Linked DNA regions of Danio rerio: region 1 is linked to region 2. Evidence: chromatin contacts called from public Hi-C data. All regions are on one chromosome and are shown on one strand. Each heading gives the region's core, a stretch centred on a gene start, on an enhancer-like site or on the middle of the called end of the contact. The rest is flanking DNA. Distances are from core to core; before and after follow the strand shown.

Region 1 (5,250 bases), core at 854-3,353, 130 kb before region 2:
TTAGAGCAGTGGGTAGCACAATCTCCTCACAGCAAGAAGGTCGCTGGTTTGGGCCTCGGCTGGGTCTGTTGGCATTTTTTGTGTGGAGTTTGCGTTTTTTAAAAAAGGACTAAGCCAAAAAGAACATGAATGAATGAAGATTTCAATGTATTTTTGCCCAACCCTGCTCAAGGCATATTAAAAAGCACCAATAATAATAATAATAATAACAATAACAATAATAATAATAATAATAATAATAATAATAATAATAATAATAATAATAATAATAATAATAATAATAATTTAAATATAAGTCATGTTAATTTATTATCTGAAATGTGTTAACGTCAATGTTTTTAATGCACACAGTGTTGTTTTAGTTTAGCTTTCAAATTATTGAGTTATTTAGGCTTATTATTTATTATTTTTAATACATTTTGTTTATATTGAATATATATATTTTTGCTTTTTGCTTATGTGTTTGTTCATTTTCCGGTTAGAATTCTGGTAAATTTATAGGATTTGTTGAGTCAAACAATATATAGTTGTTTTTGGACCTCTTGAACTAAGGGGCTGCAATAACGCAGTTTGACTAACAAGGCGCTGTAGCGCAGGACTGTAATTCAGCCTTTAGGGGACAATCCAATAGAAGAAGATGACACGCTGGAAATCAAACGAGAGAGTGCAAAAGTATTACTCAACAGCAACAACAAACACGCTGTTAAGTGTAAACGACCAAACATACTGACTTCAACGTTGTTTTGATGTAAGGACAAGTTTGATACAAGCAAGTAGCGGTTTACTGTTACCAAACAATGAATCTGCTTTGAATTGTGTTTAGCCTAACATGTATATTGTATTTCTAGGCAATTTCGTTTCATCTACAACATAAACTAAATAAATTTAACAGAAGTGAAAAATAAAACATCTGATAACAACGCTTCTGGTCACATTACATCGCGTTAAAGTACTGCTAAAATAATATAAAAGAAAAAAATATATAAAATAATATTACAGAAATACACAACAGAATATATATATATATATATATATATATATATATATATATATATATATATATATATATATATATATATATATATATATATATATATTGCAATTAAAAAGGTTTGATCATTTACACTTTTGTAAATGATGTTTTGTATCCATAAGCATTACAAAAGCAGATAGTAGGCAAAATTATGCACTAGTAAGCATGATATTGTAAACGTTTTTTTTTTTATGGAATATGAGCAATTTCATGCAAATGCCAACCTTGCCATGAAACAAATTAAGTTTTTGCCAAAATAGCAAAACTGTTTCTGCGATTTTTTTTGTGTAGGCTTGTATTCTACAGTGCTTTAAAAATACTCTAAAATGTATCTGTCAATGTTTTCAAACAATTATATTTGATTTATAAAATTCACACAAGTGGCAATTTCACATCTGTCACATCCATAGCAGAGAGACATCTCTGAATGTACAAAATGTACTATAATTGTTCAGGTTTAAAAACTAAGTTCTGTAAACTTCTATAAAGCAAGAACATATTGCTTTTGTGACCTGTAATCCAGTTTACTAAAAATCTGCTTTGTGTTGCTACTTTTAATTTGATCTGTAGGTACTTTGTACTACATAAGCTGACAAATCTGAAGTTCCTGGACACCAGGAGAGTGACCCAGTGGGAGCGGTCAGAGGCCCAAGCACGTGGAGCTTTCATGAAGGTGGTCAAGCCAAAAAATGACCAAGTAAGTGCTTTCAATTTACTACAAAGTCAGAGTCGCATGACACTACAGAATCAAAGCTTTTACCAATCGACAGAAAACGGCCTGGTTTAGTAGGTGACTCAGTAGCCGGTTAAGTATCTTTCCTTTATGTAACGTGGCTGAATAACTAGACACCCTGACCATGTGAATGATTTGTGTAACCCTCCCCTTTCTGTGTGGATGACTATAAGAACTTAAAAGGCTAAGGCACCGTAAGCTAATCCATCCCACTTCTTCTTAGCCTCCATTGTTTGTTCGCCGCAAATTGTCAGAAACTCTTAAGAGGTTACTTGTACGCAGCTCTTTGAAGACGTGGCCTTTCATTCTCGCCTGGCTGTTTAGAGGAGGGTCTTTTTAATGACCACGACCTGACCTCTTTCTGTATGCATGAGCCCAGATCAAAGTGGACGGCGCCTGTCCGCTCGGCCTTGCATCGTGTGGCGTGACAGCGCTCTCGATCGGACTGACAGCTCACGTTCACGACAGTCACTATCGCTTAATTATCCGTCGCACACACAATTATTTCTCTCTCTTGCATTTGAGAGCCCTAGTTTTCAAGCACATCTCCGTCCACCTCTCTACTTGAGTTTATGAAAGAATGGCTTGATTTTGTGCAATTGTAGAATCATAAATGTTTAGCTTGTGGTTGAATCAGGTCGGCGAGTTGTGTATACATGTGTACAGAGAAAGAAAAAGAGTAGAATGATGGTGAAGTCACTTATTTTGTTTCAGCATTAAAGCGACTGAAGATTGAAAAGCATGCATAGGAGTTAACCTCATCCGGGCATGTTTTTAATTTGGAGGATAGTTTGTCGGTTGGAAAATGAGAAAAGATGACTGGAAAATGGAAAATAAAGTGTTGTGCAACCTGTCTGCTTAAATAAGACGAGACGTTTCAGGACATGCAGATTTGAGAGTGATGGAGATGAATAAATGATCACATGTGAAACAAATAAAACAATTTCTTTTAAAACGGTAACAAAATGCCACAGTAAATCCATTTTGAGCACAGCTATTGAAAAAGTTCCAGCATTTAATGCTTAGCGGCCGCACTGTTGAAAAGTACAGTGAACTCTCTAAATATCTCGAACTCTTCCAATAAATGACCTAGATAGTGTTTATAGTTTTGCAGGGTTTGCATCTAATCCAAATCTTTTGTAAAAAATCTTCTATGAAATATTCTCTTTCAAAATGGAATTGCCTTTTGCAGGCTTGACATTATGTGGTATTTTGGGGGATTGAGTACACACAGCAAAAAAAAAAAAGAAGATTTTAGAAGTTTAAAAGTAGTGAGTCACAGTGGTGCAGTGGGTAGCATGATTGCCCAACAGCAACAAGGTCGCTGGTTCGAGCCCCGGCTGGGTCAGTTGGCATTTCTGTGTGTAGTTTGCATCTTCTACCTATGTTCGCGTGGGTGTCCTTCGGGGGCCTCAGTTTCCCCCACAGTCCAAAGACATGCGGTGTAGGTGAATTGAATTATAAAAACTAAATTGACCGTCGTGTATGTGTGTGAATGAGTGTATGGGTGTTTACCAGTGATGGGTTGCACCTGGAAAGGCATCCACTGCGTTAAACATATGCTGGATAAGTTGGTAGTTCATTCCACTGTTGCGACCCCTGATTAATAAAGGAACTAAGCCGAAAAGAAAATGAATGAATGAAAATTTAGAAGTTTATGCTTTTATTTCTGAAGCAGAGACATACTGTATTACTGCCCTACAGTCCACGTCAATCTATTGGTAATTATACATTTGTAGTGTTTCAAATATTAGGAACAGTGTATTTTTTTTACATTTTATTCTATGATTTCTATCTTTTTATAACTATATGGGCCCTATTATACACCCGATGTAGGGTGTGATTTGTTGCCATTTTCTGCCTGGCGCATGAGTCATTTTCACGTTTTGCGCAACGTTGTTTAAATAGCAAATCCATTTGCGCCACTTCATGCACTCATGGGCATGCTGGTCTGAAAAGAGGTGTGTTAAGGCACATTGCAATTTTAAGGCAGCTGAAATAGGCCGCCATATTTATCATCTAAAAGCTGGCCTTAAGTCAATTGTACAGAGTTTTGGAAATGGTAGGTTTTTATGCTCTGAATTGTATACTACTCTGAATTGCATGCTATGACCTCACATACAATTTTTTCACATTCTACACACAGTATTAAGAAAGTATACAGTTTAAGATGCACCAGTTGTGTAGTTTTGCAAATCTTTTTTACGCTTAGACAGCTGAATTAAAAAGTAAAACAGGGTGTCCGCGGGGTCTTAGGGTGTACTCACACTATGTACAGTTGTCTTAATGCTGGCCGAAGCATGCTTGCCCCCCCTCCCCCGACAGACAGCACTTACATTACATTCGCGCCTAAGCACACTTACGTCCTCGATGATGTGCTGTTCAGGAAGCGCTCTCGCTCAGCACAGTGGAGATTTCTTTAGTCATATTGTTTTAGTTGTTTAAGATGCAGTGACACAGTCAAATATTTTGCTGAACAGATCAGCCACTTGTGATGCTCATAAACATTTATAAAGTCCTTGTGCTGCAGGAATTAGGGACTTGCTGTAGGTGAAGCTGTCGTGCAATGAGGGGTTTGTGTCTTTAAAAATCTACAACAGTTTGCATACATTGAACTGTAAGAATGATTAATAAATCCATATGAAACAGTTCCATTAAAGTCACATCTTGTCTTCAGTTTCGGGCTCAGGCACGGTTTGCACTTACACTACAAGCGTACCATGCCAAAGGCCAAGTGAACCGCACTCTACTAAAATGTGCCTGAGCCCGATTCAGAGCACTCACTATTCTCAAACAATCCGGAAAATGGGCCTGGGCACGGTTCTAATAGCATAGTGCGAGTAGGCTCTTAAAAAGTATTAAAAGTTGATGAATCAATTAAGAAAATTAAGGCCCTTAAAAGGTATTAAAAAGTCTTAATCACGTTTTTATGAGGTCTTGGTTTTGTTCAAGCGATGTCCAAAGTGTTTAGCTCCAAAAAAAAAACATACATATATTTATTTTCCTCCTAAAATTAACAACAGCGTGCATGATCCATTCAATTGGTTTGGGATAGGTCAAGCCAAGCTCCTCCATCCGGGTAATGTCGTGTAATTTGCAACAAATGCATGAAGGTAATGTGATGCTCTCCACGTAGCGAAACCATAAAGCGAAACTGACGGCAAAATCGGAAAATGTAAATTTGCGTACTCCTGATTAGAGGAAGATGCGTTTAAACAGGGCTGAACCCTCTTGCTGAAAACGTTCTCGTAATTTGTTCTTCCAAGCTTCTAAGTTCTGTTGTACTCCATTGATTTATTTAACTACAACTGTTTAATGACAATTGTTTATTAAGTTAAAGGTTTGTTACTGATTAGAACTTGGAGTGACTATAAGGTTTAAAAATATTTTGAGAAGGTCTTTAAAAAGTCTTAAAAAGGTATTGAAATTATCTTTAGGATTCCTGCATTTATTAAAATAAAGTAAAAAAAAAACGTAAGAGGAG
Region 2 (5,333 bases), core at 702-3,201:
CAGGAAATACATTGGTTTTTGTTTACATCCCTCAAAATGGTCTATAAAGATGTATATAAAATTGTAGCCTTGATGGAGTGTTCATCAGAGCTGTATTGAGTGAATGGTTCTTCTTTCACCTTGTGGTCAATGGCATAATATCTTTCACCCAGACACTAATCTTTAATCTCTAAAATGGACAGTTTCATTGTTTCATTGGCAATTCAAGCAACCTACAGCCGTCTTTGTTTGTTTGTTTATTTATTTGTATCCACAGAAGTAGCTATAACATTCACTTACCAATTTATTTAATTATAGTCTGTAATTATTACTACCAGTGTTGTTGTTGTTGTTGTTTAAATATTTATTTTGTTTGTTTATTTCATTTATTTCATTTATTCATTCATACATGCATATTCAAACCCCAAAAACACACACTTTGATAAAAATAAAAATCACCCTCGGTATGCATTATGCCAAGCGTGATTATTTCAGTCACTGTTGTATTAGTTGATTAATTGATTGATTAATAAATTTAGTGTGTAAACATTAGGGCTGTGCGATTTGGGGAAAATATCTAATTGTAAATTTTTTTGACATATGTTGCGATTTGATTTGCGATTTAATTTTATAGTCAAGCTTCAGCTCAATAATCTGTAAGTCGTGGCAACAATTCTGCGACAGCTCTTAAAAATTTTTTTTTTTTTTGTTCTGTGTTTAGCACTTTGAAATCAAAACATTCCCATATTACCAATGCTGTTTTTCTTATATATTAATTTGTCTATTAAACTTCTGAAGCAGCGGACGCCATTATCTCACTTGTCTGCACTTTCCTGTTTGTTTGTTTTCTTTTAATTGTGGGCCTTTGCATAGGTCAGTTGTGCAATTCTAATTGGCCAGAATGAAAGTATTTGTCACTCAATTGGCTAGTAAGATGGTTACATACTGTAATATATATATATATATATATATATATATATATATATATATATATATATATATATATATATATATATATATATATATATATATATATATATATATTAAACTAACAATAATAAATGCTATAACTTTAAATTCTATAATTAATAAATAAAATTAACAATGCTTCAAATTGCGATTGTGATTTGATTTCGAGCAATTTCACCGCCCTAATCAACATACACAACCACCAATGATCAAATTAACTTTTCCTTTAAAGTAAAAATACACAAATGCACAATTTTCTGAGGTTTGGGTTACGACGTTACACACTTGTGTGAACGTTGAGAACTGACATTATGCTTAAAAATGTTAGTGAGTTAGTTTGCTCAGGTCATTGCACCATTTGCCTCCAGGTGACAATTGGTTTGATATTTTATTTACTGCAATAACATTCAGACAAATCTCCCAACAAACTGACTATCATTCATTAAAGATAGGCAGGTCTGTGCACACAAGTTGCCATTTGTTTGATGGATAGTGATGTATATCTTTTAAAATCAACCAAAAACAAAGTGCTCGGTGAAAGGAAAAGCTCTTAACTGCCTGTGCATGCTTAAAGCTCCCGGATTGAATGAATTCAAAGGCTTCAGGATGACCCCTTGGCTTGTGATTATGTTTGTGTAAAATCTTAAGGATGCCGATCAAAGCAAGGCTCTTGTCCTCCTGCCCTTTTTCCCCCCAGATAACAGCTGGCATTCAAACTGAGTTTTCCTTTAACTTTTTTTTTTTTTTTTTCTGCCGGGATTCCCATTATGAGCCAGGCCTCCTTTCTCATCTCGATGATGGCTCATTGAATAAAGAGAAAGAGAGGAGTGGATGGGAGTGGAGGAAGTGGAGGGAGGGCTCTGATTAATCTTCTTCCAGGATGGGGGTGTTTGATCAGTGGACTCGGCCCGGGAGGGGTGGGATGCTTAGCAGAGAAGGGGGCATCTCTGATGTTGACAGCAGGCGACTTTTGCGCACGGCATGTGATTGACGTGCCTGGCCGCTGGGCCGGAGGGGGGGGTACTGTGTGTCCGGTGGGGCATAGCCAGCCCCTGACTGTGGGTGGTGGTGTTAATAATGTGGCAACTGGGAAGATTAATTGTAGACAAGCAGCAGGATTACGAGCGGCTTTGTGGCTGGGACAGGGCTGTTTGGTGGGGAAGGCCTCTGATCTGTCAGGTCCAGAGGAAATTAGTCAGGGCGGACTGAAGCTGACACTAAAAATGCTGCTTTAGGATATTAAAGCCAAATGGCCGGAGGAGATTGAAATGGTAACAAGGAAAGCGCTGACATGCTTGGAAACCCCAATGCTGCCGTACCCCAGTGGATTTGGGTAATTAGTGTGAAGATTAGTCATGTGATGATCACACACACACACACACATACACAAACAAAGCTTTTTAATTTGATTTTATTAAATTTTTCACATACAGAAAAATATTTATAAATAATATTTTTTTTTTACATTTAAGCACTGAATTCTAATGTTAGAAGGATTTGCAAAGTTATTTTTGTTTTCAACAGTCATAATTGAGTCACACTATATTTTGATGGTCCGTTTGTTGAGTTTAAGAAACATTGCATCTACATGCCAACTAATTCTTATAAGAATATAAGTAGACTGTTAGGTTGGGCTTAGGGTTAGGGCTAGTGCAAGTAGACATGTACTTGCAAAGTTTTTTTGTCAGTGAAATGTTTGTTTAGCAGCAGTATCAACAGATATTAGGCAGTAAGTCTACTAATACTCAAATGGACTATCAAAATAAAGTTTTACCCATAATCGTAAGGGCGCTATGATCTTAATTTGAAAATACTAATCATCATATTAGAATTATTTCTGATTGATGACTGAAGTAATGGCTGCTGCAAATTCAGCTTGCCATCACAGAAATAAATTGTTATGAAACACATTCAATTATAAAAGAGCACTGTCAAATTAGAAAATATTAAAATCTAAATTCTTTTAATCTTACATGCACAAGGCATTCTCACTCACTAAAGCAGTGATTTCAGTAAAAAAGAGGCAACCTCTACTCTCAGAATGATTAAATGCTCAGAGAATTTCTGCCTGCAGAAAGGCAGAATATTTTCACAAAGGCATCAGATATCAACACATCATGATATATACTTTGTTTTTGGTCCTTGAAAGAAGACAAAGGAGGTAGAAAACAACACTTGTGACCTACCCGAAGCACACAGGCGATCTGTATTCTCTCCAACTCGTCTCCCTGTTCTGTCTGTCTATGCGGTGGCCTTTATGTGAATATATTTGTATTTTTAAGGTCGGCCAGTGAGAGATGAGTTTACTTAAACTCAGGTCTGGCCTTTGGAGAGCAGTAATTTCATGCCACCTGTTGGATTGTCAACACACAGCCACTTGTGTGTGTGTGTGTGTGAGTGGCAGGTTGACCTAGGTCTGACCCGTGGGGCTCTTCATGGCTGAGTAGTGACTGGGGCCCTTTCCCTGGTGGCCCCCACTCTTCAATAGGCAGGGGACAGGTAATCAAAGCCAGCGCCCATCCTCACCTTTCACTCCCCTCCTTGCAAAATAATGAAAGTTGCCCTCGTCCTGAGCCCTGATAAAATACGAACGCCGCTCCTAACATTTCCTCTCCTCTGCACTGATAAAATTTATGGCATTTAGACAATCAGTCATGGCAGTGAAATCTCACCCGCATTCTTCACTTGTCTCTCGCCCCGCCGTGCGTTTTCCATTCTCTCTCCCTTTTGTGTCATCAATCTGAAGAAATATTCCAGATTGCTTGTGACAAATGACTTCTTTTCATTTAACTCAATTAGGATCATCGCATACGGAAATCAATAACCAACATTTCTCCTGTCTCTGCTGAGTAATACATTGCCGTAGATGTTATAAATGTTTGCAGGTGTGTAAACTGCACACTGAGAAATATTATATATATATACATTTTTTTTTTTGTTCTGTTTCAGGACACTGCCAGTGATACGAGGTCTGAATCCATTGCCACGCCTTACACACCACTGCCAAGAGGATCCAGAGATGCCCGGAACCATAAAGGTAGTATTATTTTGTTTTTAAAAAAAAAATATTTAAAAACATTGTGCATACTGGAGAATATTAACCCTTTAATTGCCTGCTCGACTGTAAAGTCATTTAGAGAATGACTATTTAAAAAAATGGTTTATACACACAGCATTGTTGGTTTACAAGAAAGTCAAACAAACATAATCCTGTTGCACTACTACACTTTATTTTGGTTTCATTGTAAAAAAAAATAAATAAATAAAAAATTTTAAATGAATATATGAAATATTTTATGGCATACTTCAAAAATAAAGATTTAGTATTTAATAATATTTTATTAAAATTTTTATTTTTGTATAAATTGGCTACTATAGCCATTTAGGCTACTATTTATTTATTTATTTAAATACTGCATTTTAGTGACATTTTAAGCACTACTTTAGCTTAAATGGATTGTTGGATGGTCATCATAACCAAAAAGAACTACATTTGATAATTTATGGATAACAACAATTACAAATCTACAAATCTACAAATCAACAAATACAATCTACAATAGGATTGAAATTCTTTTTAATAGGGGCTGCTTTTGATCCTTCACACCTTTTTTGGGTCATTTTTTTCTTTCAAGAATAAGGTCCAGTATCTAGAATAAAAGTTACGTGTAAACTATTTTCTCTGTTTAAAAACAATAGTGTAGCAAAAAATGACCTGACTTACATCAGATTGTATGCTTTCTTGCACAGCTTGATGTTGAACTCATGGAAAATAATTGTGTGCATTGGCCAAAACTGATTAGCTGAAGTCACCACAGCCAACAGAGGATTCCACTTAGTCTTAAAACCTTTTTCCATGGGTTATTTTCATTATTTATGATGGCATAGCAGTCAAAATAGGACAAAAGAGCTCATGTATTTGGCAAATTCTGGACCTTTGTCAGTGAGGATTGGGCCTTTTGAACCACCCGAACCACCCCTGGCTAAGGGCCTGATTTGGAGTTAAGAAATGCTATCCATTTTTTGTTGTTGGTGGTGGGGCAGTTAAAGGGTTAAGAGCTCACTTTAAAGTAAAAAAATAAAATAAAGATTTGTTAGATTTTTGAAAGCTTTAGGTTTGAGTAAAATGTTAATATATATGACACATAGAATGAAGACATTCAGATAGATGTTTTGATATAATTTCTTTGATTTAATCTGGGTTATTACCACAAATATTGCTGTTTTCAATCATCTGAAGTTATCAAAAAAATGAATATAAGCATGTCTGAAAATATTTGCATTGTATTAAATGCCAAAAATGATTTAACATGGGAATGTTTTATATGGAAGAAATGTCATCAGTAGTTTATAGAATAAAACAAAACCTAAGTTTTACTCAAACA

Evidence for each region. Hi-C and Micro-C count contacts between places; a contact is called where the count stands out from the background.
Region 1: a contact with region 2 is called in a Hi-C map of embryo, with 2.9 times the contacts expected there. The contact joins two enhancer-like sites. A contact is called at or near these places in 4 of 18 Hi-C or Micro-C datasets (caudal fin, embryo and an unstated tissue).

The regions. Positions count from the first base shown.
Region 1 is chr13:19,097,779-19,103,028 of GRCz12tu, reverse strand. lrmda (leucine rich melanocyte differentiation associated) reads left to right here. Exons shown (of 7, transcript NM_001020701.2): 5 at 1,604-1,730. Among named protein-coding and RNA genes, the nearest start is that of lrmda, 350 kb to the left of the region's middle. Within about 2 kb of position 2,103, at least 9 of the 62 cell types and tissues checked have an H3K27ac peak or open chromatin away from gene starts, as enhancers often do.
Region 2 is chr13:18,971,324-18,976,656 of GRCz12tu, reverse strand. lrmda (leucine rich melanocyte differentiation associated) reads left to right here. Exons shown (of 7, transcript NM_001020701.2): 6 at 3,898-3,985. Among named protein-coding and RNA genes, the nearest start is that of kcnma1a, 470 kb to the right of the region's middle. Within about 2 kb of position 1,951, at least 16 of the 62 cell types and tissues checked have an H3K27ac peak or open chromatin away from gene starts, as enhancers often do.